Linked DNA regions of Mus musculus: region 1 is linked to region 2. The links are chromatin contacts, called in public Hi-C maps. All regions are on one chromosome and are shown on one strand. The core of a region is the stretch at or near the end of the contact, and the rest is flanking DNA. Distances in the headings are between cores, read along the strand shown. Region 1 has its middle 54 kb from the start of Gm45904. Region 2 overlaps Cntnap4 (contactin associated protein-like 4).

Region 1 (5,026 bases), core at 1,887-4,386, 250 kb after region 2:
GGGCACAATTCAATCTCAGAATTCTTTCTGGTGACTTTGCAAGCAGGACTAACAATATCCCCGAAAGGGAGATGTGATTTTTGCCATAACTCAAACAGATTCTCCAGTCTCTGGGCTAAGTGTCAGAGCCAAGATCTGATTATAAATTATTTTTTACAGTGTGAGGAAGAAAGAGACTCTTGGTCTTGGCTTTGGTTCTTTGCTAAATTGTACAGGCTGAGTGAAGGAGGCTTGAGTGTGAGTGGGGTTTCTCTGCCTTGCTTTAGTGACAGGTGGGTGACCAGTATCTATATCTTCCCCGATTTCTTTCTCCTCTTGAGGCAATCACAAATCACAAGGGCATTGCTATCATCAACTTGTTCATACTGGTTTTTAAGATGACCAGGTGCATCCAAGTGAGAAGATGATGCATGTTGGTTAATTCAATGCCTTTCACAAGTTATGCTAAAGTGACCTGGAGATGTCCCACATGAGCGCAAACTGTTCTTGAGTGGCAGAAAAAAACAAAACAAAAACAAAACACAAACTGGGTCTATTCAGATCTCTGTTCTCTTCTACCTGCCACCATTTGGTGCATTTTTAAAAATACTTTCTATGGCACATTTTATGTTATGGATGGATTGACTGTATGAATTACAAATGGTTTGTTATCAGCACCAAAAAGTCGCCTGTTCTGCTTTTTGGCTTGACAAGTGCTACTGGAAAGAAATGGTTGGGGTGGTTCTCATGAGTTGGTTTTCATTCTCAGTTATTGTGACATACACTGCAGTGAACACAGGGTGCCGATGCCTCTGCCACCCTGAGATAATTTCCATTAACTACAGAACCAAATGTAGAATTGTTGGGTCATAGAGTAGTTCTATTTATAATTCCTTGATGAACATACATACTGCCTTCCTTAATAGCTACAGTAACTAGTATTCCAATACATCAAATCCCACATTATATGCAATAAGTACATATAAATAATTCATCACATGCCGATTTATAAAAAACATTTAGTGGGGATCAATAATTTACTTCAATCGGCACAGCTAGTTAGAATATTAGTACTCTTTCATACCTGTGGCAACTTTATTATTTTGTATGTTCTTCCATGCAGTCTTGGGGAATTGTAAAGGCTGTCATTTGGCATTTAATCAAAACCAGTTGAGACTGGTAGCAGCACGTGGCTGTGGAATATTGACGTTCAAACATATGGGAGCATGATTCTCCATCCATCCCAATTATGCTCACAGGAAAAGATTAACACTAGAGGTTGCTCTCTCAGGACACACTCTTTAGATCAGAGCTAGCCATAGTCTATTCTGTCTATTCGGATATTCCAGTGTCTTCCTAGTTTCACCTCCTGATTTGGGGGGGGGTGTTATTCTTCTGCCTTCCACGTGGGTCATGGAAGACTATGTGTAAACAGCTAATGAAGCCAAAGGTTGAAGTATTGTTTCTTGGCCACTTTTTAGTGGCCTGGATTCTTGCATTGAGTGCTGAGTAAGCAAATCTCACACTGATTTAACATTGAAATGATTACTTTTAAACTCAGAACTAGTCTGAACTCAGCCTCCCTGTACATAATACTATATACCCTGTCGGATCTCTTATGATTGGAGTTGTACTTGTCTGTGATAAATCATATACAGTTAGTTTGAGAAGCTTTTTTAGGACATCAGGGATCATAACCAAACATTTAGGTTTTATCTTTCCAGTTGCAAGGTTATATCACATAAGTGTTATTAATGACTCACTGTGTGTGTGTGTGTGTGTGTATGTGTCACTGTATGCCAAGTAAATCTTACTTAAAGCCATTGAAAAATAAACATCTCACTTGAATTATTACTAAACCAATCCTTAGTCTTACTTCTGTTTTAGAAAGATCACCCCAACTTAGCCAGCACTAGGCTTTGACTAATTGCCAACATAGTAAATAGGACCATTTATATGTACAGCATCTGGGAGCCCAACCCATAGGATACTTTCCCACACAACAGATATGGTTTTGAATTCTGGCAAGGGCATCAGACAAGTTAGTCAGGAAGACTTCCAACTTGTAGAATTGTGGTAGGCACCTACCTTTGTTCTGGCTATGTGTATAACTTGCATGCATCAGCCCAGCCCTGGATTTAATATAAACAATCTAAATGAACTGGGATAGGATGCCGAGGTTGAGGTCATTTCCAGATCTGTAATCAGTGCACAGCAGAACCCTTTTGGACCCTCATTTATCTTTCAGTTAGTATAGTGGATCAGTCGATATTTGCAAAGAATTCTGGTCAGGGTCAAACGTCTTCAGGGATCCCTGAGGAGGGAGGAATAAATTACAGGGCCACAGTTACCCTTTCATATAATATCTAAAAGGCCATTATGTGCAAAGATTCTCTCTGAAATCTAATTCTTGCCCCAGCCAAGTCAATTTAGGAAAAGTGGACCTGTAGCAGCCAGCTCTGTAATGCTGCCCAAACAGATAAAAGCTTGTGGTTTTGTGTCTGGCCCAGACTGTGTTTGCTGCCTCTATAGAAACAGATGTTTTCCTGTGTGAAACAGCTACTTGTCCACTGACCAAGCTTGCACAAGCTGATAATGGACATGTATGTCTATAATGTTGGGAGGGGGTGGCTGTTACAATGAATCTTCAGCAAGCAGTGTCTAAGATGGTCTCTGATGATCTTTTCTGCCACGCACAAGCCACTTGTCAACACAGACTGGCGTAGTCATTTGCATCAAAATAAGAAAATATGGCAGAGACCAAAATTGGTTGTCTGCTCTGTAATTACTTGACACAGAACACTAACTTCCATATTAGTAACTGATTCTTTCCCAGCTGGCTATGGCCAAACAATTTTTGTCGTTGGAGAGGTCTCCATCACAAGGAACGGAGGACCACATTTAGCAGCTCTCTAGTAACTTGAGGCTCTCAGCTCAGCATCTGAAAGGGAATGAGATGCAAACAGTGACATCATGAATGAGCTCAAAAGTCTTTGTCTAGGTTAGACATCATGGGAGAATCACAGTATCAGAGGAAAAGTTGATTATAGCCATGTGGGAAGCCCTGGGTGGGGAGAGGGTCCAATTTAGCTGAACCCAGATTCCTAACTCATAAAAACCATAACCGCACAAATGAGTGTTTCTTTAGTCATCAAATGAGTCATTAGTTGTTTGGATGCAGTCTCCAGTTACAGCATGAGCACAAAGGACATGTATTCTGACTGTGTCCTCCACTCAGGTCTTATTTTTTTCTTCGACTTGGAAAATAAACACATTCCCTGAGAAGGTTGTGTTTTGGGGTAAATAGTACAAAATTGTTTCCTAGGTAAGGGTGGAAAAAAAGCATTATGGAATAACCCAGGTCAAGAGCTAAGGTTGGCCCCACCTGATGAAACCATTTAATGTGGCCTGCAACTGTGCATTTAAATTATACCTTTCAAACCAGATGGGATCAAACAAAGATAGGGTTTTGCCCCATGTGAGTTGAGGTATAGAATCTATAGGGAGAAGATAGACTGTGAGTTAAATGGGCAAGGTTAATTCACCATGGTAGTGAGCCACATGGAAAGACTGATACAAACAAGAGCTTTCAGTTCAACTGCAATGTAAGTTGGACCCTTCTGGGACATTGCACCCATTACTTGAGGTTTATAATTAAAAACATATATTTTACAGGATTAGCAATTTTGAAATGCCAGATGAACAGGGAGTAGTCAACTCAGAGGGAAAAATATTTAAAGTTAGTTTGTTTTGGAGAGAGTGGGCGATGAAGACTTTGTGAAGTGAGTTTAAAAAAAATCCAACCAACAGACAAAGATACCTAAGAAAACAAACTTCCCTTTCCAATTCTGTTGGTGTGAATAAGAAATGTCCTCTATAGGGTCTTGTGTTTGTACACTTGGTCCCTGGCTGCTGGAGATGTTTGGAGACGTTATAGAACCTTTAAGAAGTATCTATCTGGAAAAAGTATATCACTAGGGCTGGCTTTAAAGTTGTATAACCAGGCAGGCCTCACTTCTTGTAAGCTTCTTGTTGGCTTCCTGTATGTGCTAGGAATGTGATCAGCTAGGTTCCTGCTCCTGCTTTCATGCCTGCCTGGTGCCATGTCTCCTCCATCCTGATGGACTACACCTCCTATGTAACTATATAAGCTAAAATAAATCCCCTCTTCCCTAACTTGCATTTAGGTTAAGATAGTTTATCATAACAACAACAACAAAAATACTAACACACTATGTACATATATTCTGTGCTTGTCAATTCCCCGAAGAATCATATAATAGTATCAACCAGTTAGTATAAAAATAAATACAGCTTTCCAAAATAAAAGCATAAGTGTTTTGAAGAAGTCTTATTGCTCAGTATGGGTACATCAAAAGTCAGAAACACCAGTCACTCGCTTCATCTCCCATCCTTGGGTTAGTTTTGTATTTACACATAAGTAAATGGAATTTGCAAATTTTAAAGATATTGAGTGTGGAAATTTTTAATCATTTTGCAAAAGGAAAAAAAAACATGGCAAAGTGGAATATATAACCTTTACTACATACATAAAATGCGTATACTATACAGTCACAAACAGAGAGACTACCTTTAGATAAAGTCCCTTCCCAGGTTCATGTCCAGATCCCCCTAGACAAAGGAAGGATGTAAACACACCTAGTGGAGTGATGAAAGTTGTAGCCATGTCCATTCCCAGTTGGTTAACATTATATGACTGTAAGCTTAAGTTATCAGTTCAGGTGGAAAGTGAGCAGAGAGTTTGGTGTCTGTTTGTCTTCATAATTGAAATAGAAATTTGCGTGAGCCAGGGCCACAAGGCTCTATTTTGTGATTCTTGATGGAATAAAAATATGCATATGCTATCATTAGGAAACATCTAAGACCATTTGGAACATTTCTTGAAGTCTTAGCTTTGCAATACACATTAGCAGAGGCTTTAATTGAGTGGAATGGTACCTTTAGATCTGAGGCAATTAGTCCTATCTCCCCAAGTTCTCTAAATTCTGTTTCTCCATTAACCTGGAGATGAGATGAACCAGAGACA
Region 2 (5,374 bases), core at 1,985-4,484:
CTGACAAGAGGCCCCTCAAGGAGGAAGATCTGATTTGGCTATGGTTGCGGGGGTCTATGACAGAATTCAGGGGGAAGCCATGGCTCCAGGCAGTTCTGTGGCCAAGGGAAAGGGTAGCAGCTGTTTGCTTATACCACAGCTGACTAGAAAGAGAGAGGCCAGGAAGCAGAATTGTGCTGTAGACTTGAAGGTCCACACACCTCGGAACAGTCATTCCTCCAGTGAGTCCCCTGCTCTAAAATCTTTTGCTGTGTGGAACAGCTGGAGCTGGGAACAAGTGTTCAACTGTGTGAGCCTGTGGGAGACATTCTATGCTTCAACCACAGTAGCAAACACTTGAAATGCACGCTCCAGGCAGCTTTCACCTGTGAGGTGGGAAAATCAACTTCCTGAAGTTCTGAAGAACACCCAAAGGACTCTGACTATAAACTGAACGCGGATGGAAGAGATATTGTTCGCGTAATACATTATTTTGAAGGAGTATAGAGAAGGGAGAAATGTAATTAAAATATGGCCTCAAAAATAAACAAAAGGAAAAAAGAGAGAAAAAGAGACATTCAAGCTCACTCGTTTCTTGCTGGCAACTGGATCCCAGTATTTACAAGCTGAGGCAGGGGGATGCTGAGTTTGAAGGCAGCCTTGGCTACACAGTGAGTCTTTGTCCTTCTCAAAGAACAAAACAAAACCAACAAAAAATCTTTGTGTTTTTTTTTTTATGAATTTTGATGGTATGTAAAAAAACATTTTTTTCCCTAACAGATTGAAGACTGTCTTGTAGGGACAGCCGGTGCATTTAAAACTTGACAGTAGGCCTTGAAATTTTCATTTACAAGGTATTGCAGGATCAGTCTTGCACCCCATAGACGCTCTGAAAACTTTCTCTGAGAGCATTGAGTCAAAAAAAGCTGAATCTTGGTTATTCGAGGATTTCACAAAGGTAAACAGGTTGGGCAGCAGAAAGCAAAGACTGTCAGACTGCTTTAGCTGTGAGGGAGGGTAACATTACATTTTTCCAAATGACTTTGCAGTGGAAAGATGCTTTAAGGTCTCTGAGAGTTCCTGAAGGATGCTTCTGCCAGTCACAGCACAGCCTGCACTTCTTGTAGTAACGTCTTAATTATTTTTTTTAAATGATTACTAAAAAAAGAATGCCAGCTTATTTAAAAATCTCACGTTCTATAGTCCTGGGCTTCACAATTCTGCAAGAGAGAACTGCTAAAATTTTTACTGTGCCAGGGAAGGTATTTGTATTACTTATGCAAATTATATATATATTTTACACTTGCACTTTATGTTTAAAAATTTAAATAACCTATAAGTCAGTCATGTTAAAAAATAAAAATCAGACATTGCTGTCCGCATGCATTCCCAGGCCATCTGCCATTCTGTTATCACTGTCAATGTGAGAATCTTTTCCTCCCCGTCCCTTAAGCTGAGATCCTCACAGTACATCTATCTGAATGTGTGAAATTCTATTAATTTTAGGGGAAAAAGTGATATCTTTTGGAAGGTCATTTAATTAATCATCCACCTGTTCACTTGGCAAGGGATTATAATTACAGATTACATTAGTCCGCCAGTGGCACCCAGGAAATGGAATCACAAATATGTGATAAACTGATAGATAGTGTCACTTTAGAATCCAGTATCCAGAGACCAGGATCTCAGCTATACTCGCACACTAGCTTGTTAAGAGGAAAACACATAAGCATGTGTGCACACATATACATGTGTTTGTATATGTGCCTAAGGTCAACATAACATGAATATACGGGCATGCATACACATACCAATGTCTAGGGTCTCCATGACACATAGAAGATGTGTTCGCATATGTACATACATCAATGCCTGGAGTCATCATAACAGATACACATACATGTGTTCACATGCATACACACACCAATGCCTAGGGTCTGTGTGACACATGCATATATGTGTATATGAGAGTGTGAGTGTGAACGCACACACATATCTGTGCTTGGGGGCTGTACAACTGAAAGTTTTAACATGTAGTTCAAGTTGGAAAATGGTACCTTACCTTACCCCTCCTAAAAGAAAAATTCGACCACATGGACATGCAAATTTCAGGTGTTAGACTGAGGAGTCTTAGTTCCTGGGAACCCTCTGAGTGAACCATATGGAGCCAGGGATCAATGCAAAAGCAAGGGGAATTTATTGTTCCAGTGTGTTGGGGTCGTCTTGCACCTGAAGGAGAGGTGGTGACCCCAGGCAGCCCGTTCAGCCAGTTTGTATACAGTTTTCAGGGGTAGAATAGAGCAACAGCCACTAAACACAATGTGGTTGGCAGAACGGTGTGACTTTTAAACTGATTGGTCCTTAGGGAGTGAAATAGCAAGGGCTTTCCTTATCTGTGGGTCCCCCCTGTGGTCTTTCTGAGGAGTATAATAAGCCTCTCCCTTCTGGAGGAGAGGGGTGCCTTGCGGAATTTTCCGAAGGTCCTGAGATGACTTTTCATAGGCAGGATCTCATGATTTCCTCAGAAATGGAAACCACTAAGGTAGGTGGGGAGTGGGGGTGGATGAGTGGGGGTGGGGGCGTTTACTAGTGTGATAATCTTTCCTAATCCTTAGTAAAGTGTTTTGACCGCGGAAATAGGAAATATGGTGGGACTTTTTAAAAGGGCTGATGGTCAGAGTCTAAGGACTCTAGCCAGCCTCCAACTACAGTGAAATCCCTGCTTGGTTCAAGGTGGGCCCAGCTGCAGCCCAGGCAGGTGCTCAGCAGAACTGCAGTAGTAAGCGGGCAGTGATAAGGAAAAGTGCATGAGGAACATTCCTGGGGAACAAGTATGTCTGAGACACACTAGATCATTCCCTGTCCTAAGAGACATAGCGCATGGTTCTCGTCAGCCTGTGCTCCAAGAGGCCTCGCAATTGAGAAGCGTGCTGAACTTTGTTTAAATTTTCTTTTTAAGCCTTGTCTTCCTTAAACATAAATGCCCGAGGATCTTGCTGAGACGAAGCAGGGATTTCACTGTAGCTGGAGGCTGGCTAGGGTCCATGCTTGTAGTGGAACGCCCCCTCTAGCAGGGTAAGATAAATAAGCCTGGAAAAAGAGTAAACAGAAAAGGACCCTTCCTCCTGCAGAGGGTGAGAAACTCAAAGAAAGGAGAACTGGAAGATCTGATGTGGGAGCCCAGACTTTACCTTAGAAGATGTGAGCAAGAATGAGGCCTTCTCAGGCGGAGGCGGTATGGATAGCCCAAACAGGAAGTGACTGTACACGGTTGCCTTCTGTGCAAATGCCTTCATCAGGACTGAGTCATGCCTTTTCAAGGAGATTCAGTGGGGCTACATTCCAGCTGTGGTTGTTACACTTGATGAAGTCTTTGGGTTTTGACCGCAAGCAGCGGGAAGGGGTCCTGCACTCCTCCTTTCCAAATCTTACTGGCTGGTCACCAGGGAAACCATTGAGAGTCTGGGTATGAATGGGGCCGGGACGCAAGAATGAAAGGTCCAAGACCAGGCTTTGATGACAATTCTGATGAGACCATGCTTTGTGGAACTGGGTGGTCATAGTAGAGACGGTAAACCAGGCTGTATCAGTTGCTTTTCTGACTGTTGTGACTGTACACCCATCAGCAAGTAAGTGAGGGGAAGAGGTTATTTTTGGTTTATGATTTGAGGCTAAGTCCAGCATGGCGGGGGGGGGGGGGGGGGGGTAACCATAGCAGCCAGAGCCTCGGTCCGGAAGCAGAGTTTGGTTTCTCCACTTCACACTTCTATTCATGGGATGGTCCCAAACCCATCTGGGGGTATCACCCACTGACACTGATGGTCAGTCTTTCTTTGTGGAAAACCTTCTCACAGATGCGCACCTAAGTTAGTTTCTTAGCTGGTTCCAAGTACAGTCGAGTAGCAGATGAGGATTAGCTATTACGGGTGCCAGATTTCAGATTTAATTTGCAGGTGGAAATGTACAGTTGTGGAGATCCTTGTGGGGTGCCAGCCTGAAAAACCGGGGGAATGGGATGCTGATGAAACAGAAGAAACGAATTGATCACTCACGGAATCAACGGGAGTTGATTTCAAAACACGCAACTTTTTTTTATTTTTTTATGTTTTTAAAGAATGTGTTAGAAAATATTTTGGTACATAAGAGTACTGACTGGTAATACTGGAATCTGCTGTCTGCCTCTTAGCCTTCTTAGCTGGTCCCTTATTGATTAACTTTAAGGAGACCCAGCATAATGAGTCTGCATATTTCCTATGCCATTCCTACATATAGAAATCGTGACAGTGTAAACAAAAATAAGGAGGAAGAAGAGTTGGAGGAGGGGGTGGAGAAGAAATAAGGGTGAAATATGGGTGATGGGAACAGCTTCTCTATCATACTGATTTCGTCATATGTGAAGTCCCATGATGTGGCAGATAAACATGGCTCCGGGCTGGAGGTATGACTTAAGATGTCCCACCTCTGGTTTCCGACACCCACAGGGACTCTTACAATGGGAATTCCAGTTTCAGAGGATCTGGTGCCCTCTTCTGCCCTCCCCAGGCACCAGACATGTACATGGTTTGTGAACATTCATGCAGACACTCCTAAAATAAAAATAAATAGATCTTTAAATGTGTTTCAAGTAGCTAGGGTGCTGAGTTCTATGAATATTGGAGGCAAGCTATACATCAGCGAATGTGCCCTAATACTGCGTAAGGAACACAGGCTTACTCAGTGTGATGGTTTTGCAGACGCCAGAGATTTTTTTTTTGCACCTTCCTGACCTTTAATTTCCTCATCTGCAAATTGACTGTGCTGGCTTAGCATCATTCCAAAGGTCTCTCTCGTTTTCCAGAGCCAGAGCCTGTAAGTCTAATCACGGGTCTTTCCAAATTCTCATTGCTTCCAGTATCCCTTTACGGCAATGGACAAGACTGAGGCAGTGTGCTGATGAAGCTTAGCAGCACTTATAGAGTGTGGCTCCTACTTGGGGGGGAGGCTTTTGTTTATGCTAATGAGGGAGCCGAGAAAGAGCAATAGCCGAAACAGGTGAGCAGTTTCTTTGCTGAATCAGGTAATAGTTTTTCAATACTGAGAGATTATTTCCTCGGCTTCTGCACACTGTTTGCAGTGCTGGCAGCCACTGGCGCGGGGGCACTTTTACGTTTAATCCGTGTTTTGCTGAAGCAATTTTTATTGAGGGTATTCTAGTCGAAAGCCGCTCTAATAGGTGTGATTGCAATTTAATACAAAGTGTGACTTCTTTTAATACAAAGAAACGGAGGTAACAGTCACTTTGTGCATGGAGAGACAAAACAGTTCATCTGATTTCCTTAAAGGAAGTGACAGTTTTCACAGGGCAGGGGTCGGGGGTCGGGGGCGGGGACCGGGGGTGGGGGCAGAAGGAAAGGCC

Evidence for each region. A called contact is a pair of places that touch in the nucleus more often than the background predicts.
Region 1: a contact with region 2 is called in a Hi-C map of the C2C12 cell line, with 4 times the contacts expected there. The contact joins two enhancer-like sites. A contact is called at or near these places in 3 of 484 Hi-C or Micro-C datasets (the C2C12 cell line and cerebral cortex).

The regions. Positions count from the first base shown.
Region 1 is chr8:112,973,420-112,978,445 of GRCm38.p6, forward strand. No RefSeq gene overlaps it. Among named protein-coding and RNA genes, the nearest start is that of Gm45904, 54 kb to the left of the region's middle. Within about 2 kb of position 3,137, at least 14 of the 459 cell types and tissues checked have an H3K27ac peak or open chromatin away from gene starts, as enhancers often do. A contact at or near this core is called in the C2C12 cell line, where this site is marked.
Region 2 is chr8:112,727,962-112,733,335 of GRCm38.p6, forward strand. All of the region lies in intron 3 of Cntnap4 (contactin associated protein-like 4), which reads left to right. Among named protein-coding and RNA genes, the nearest start is that of Cntnap4, 160 kb to the left of the region's middle. Within about 2 kb of position 3,235, at least 13 of the 459 cell types and tissues checked have an H3K27ac peak or open chromatin away from gene starts, as enhancers often do. A contact at or near this core is called in the C2C12 cell line, where this site is marked.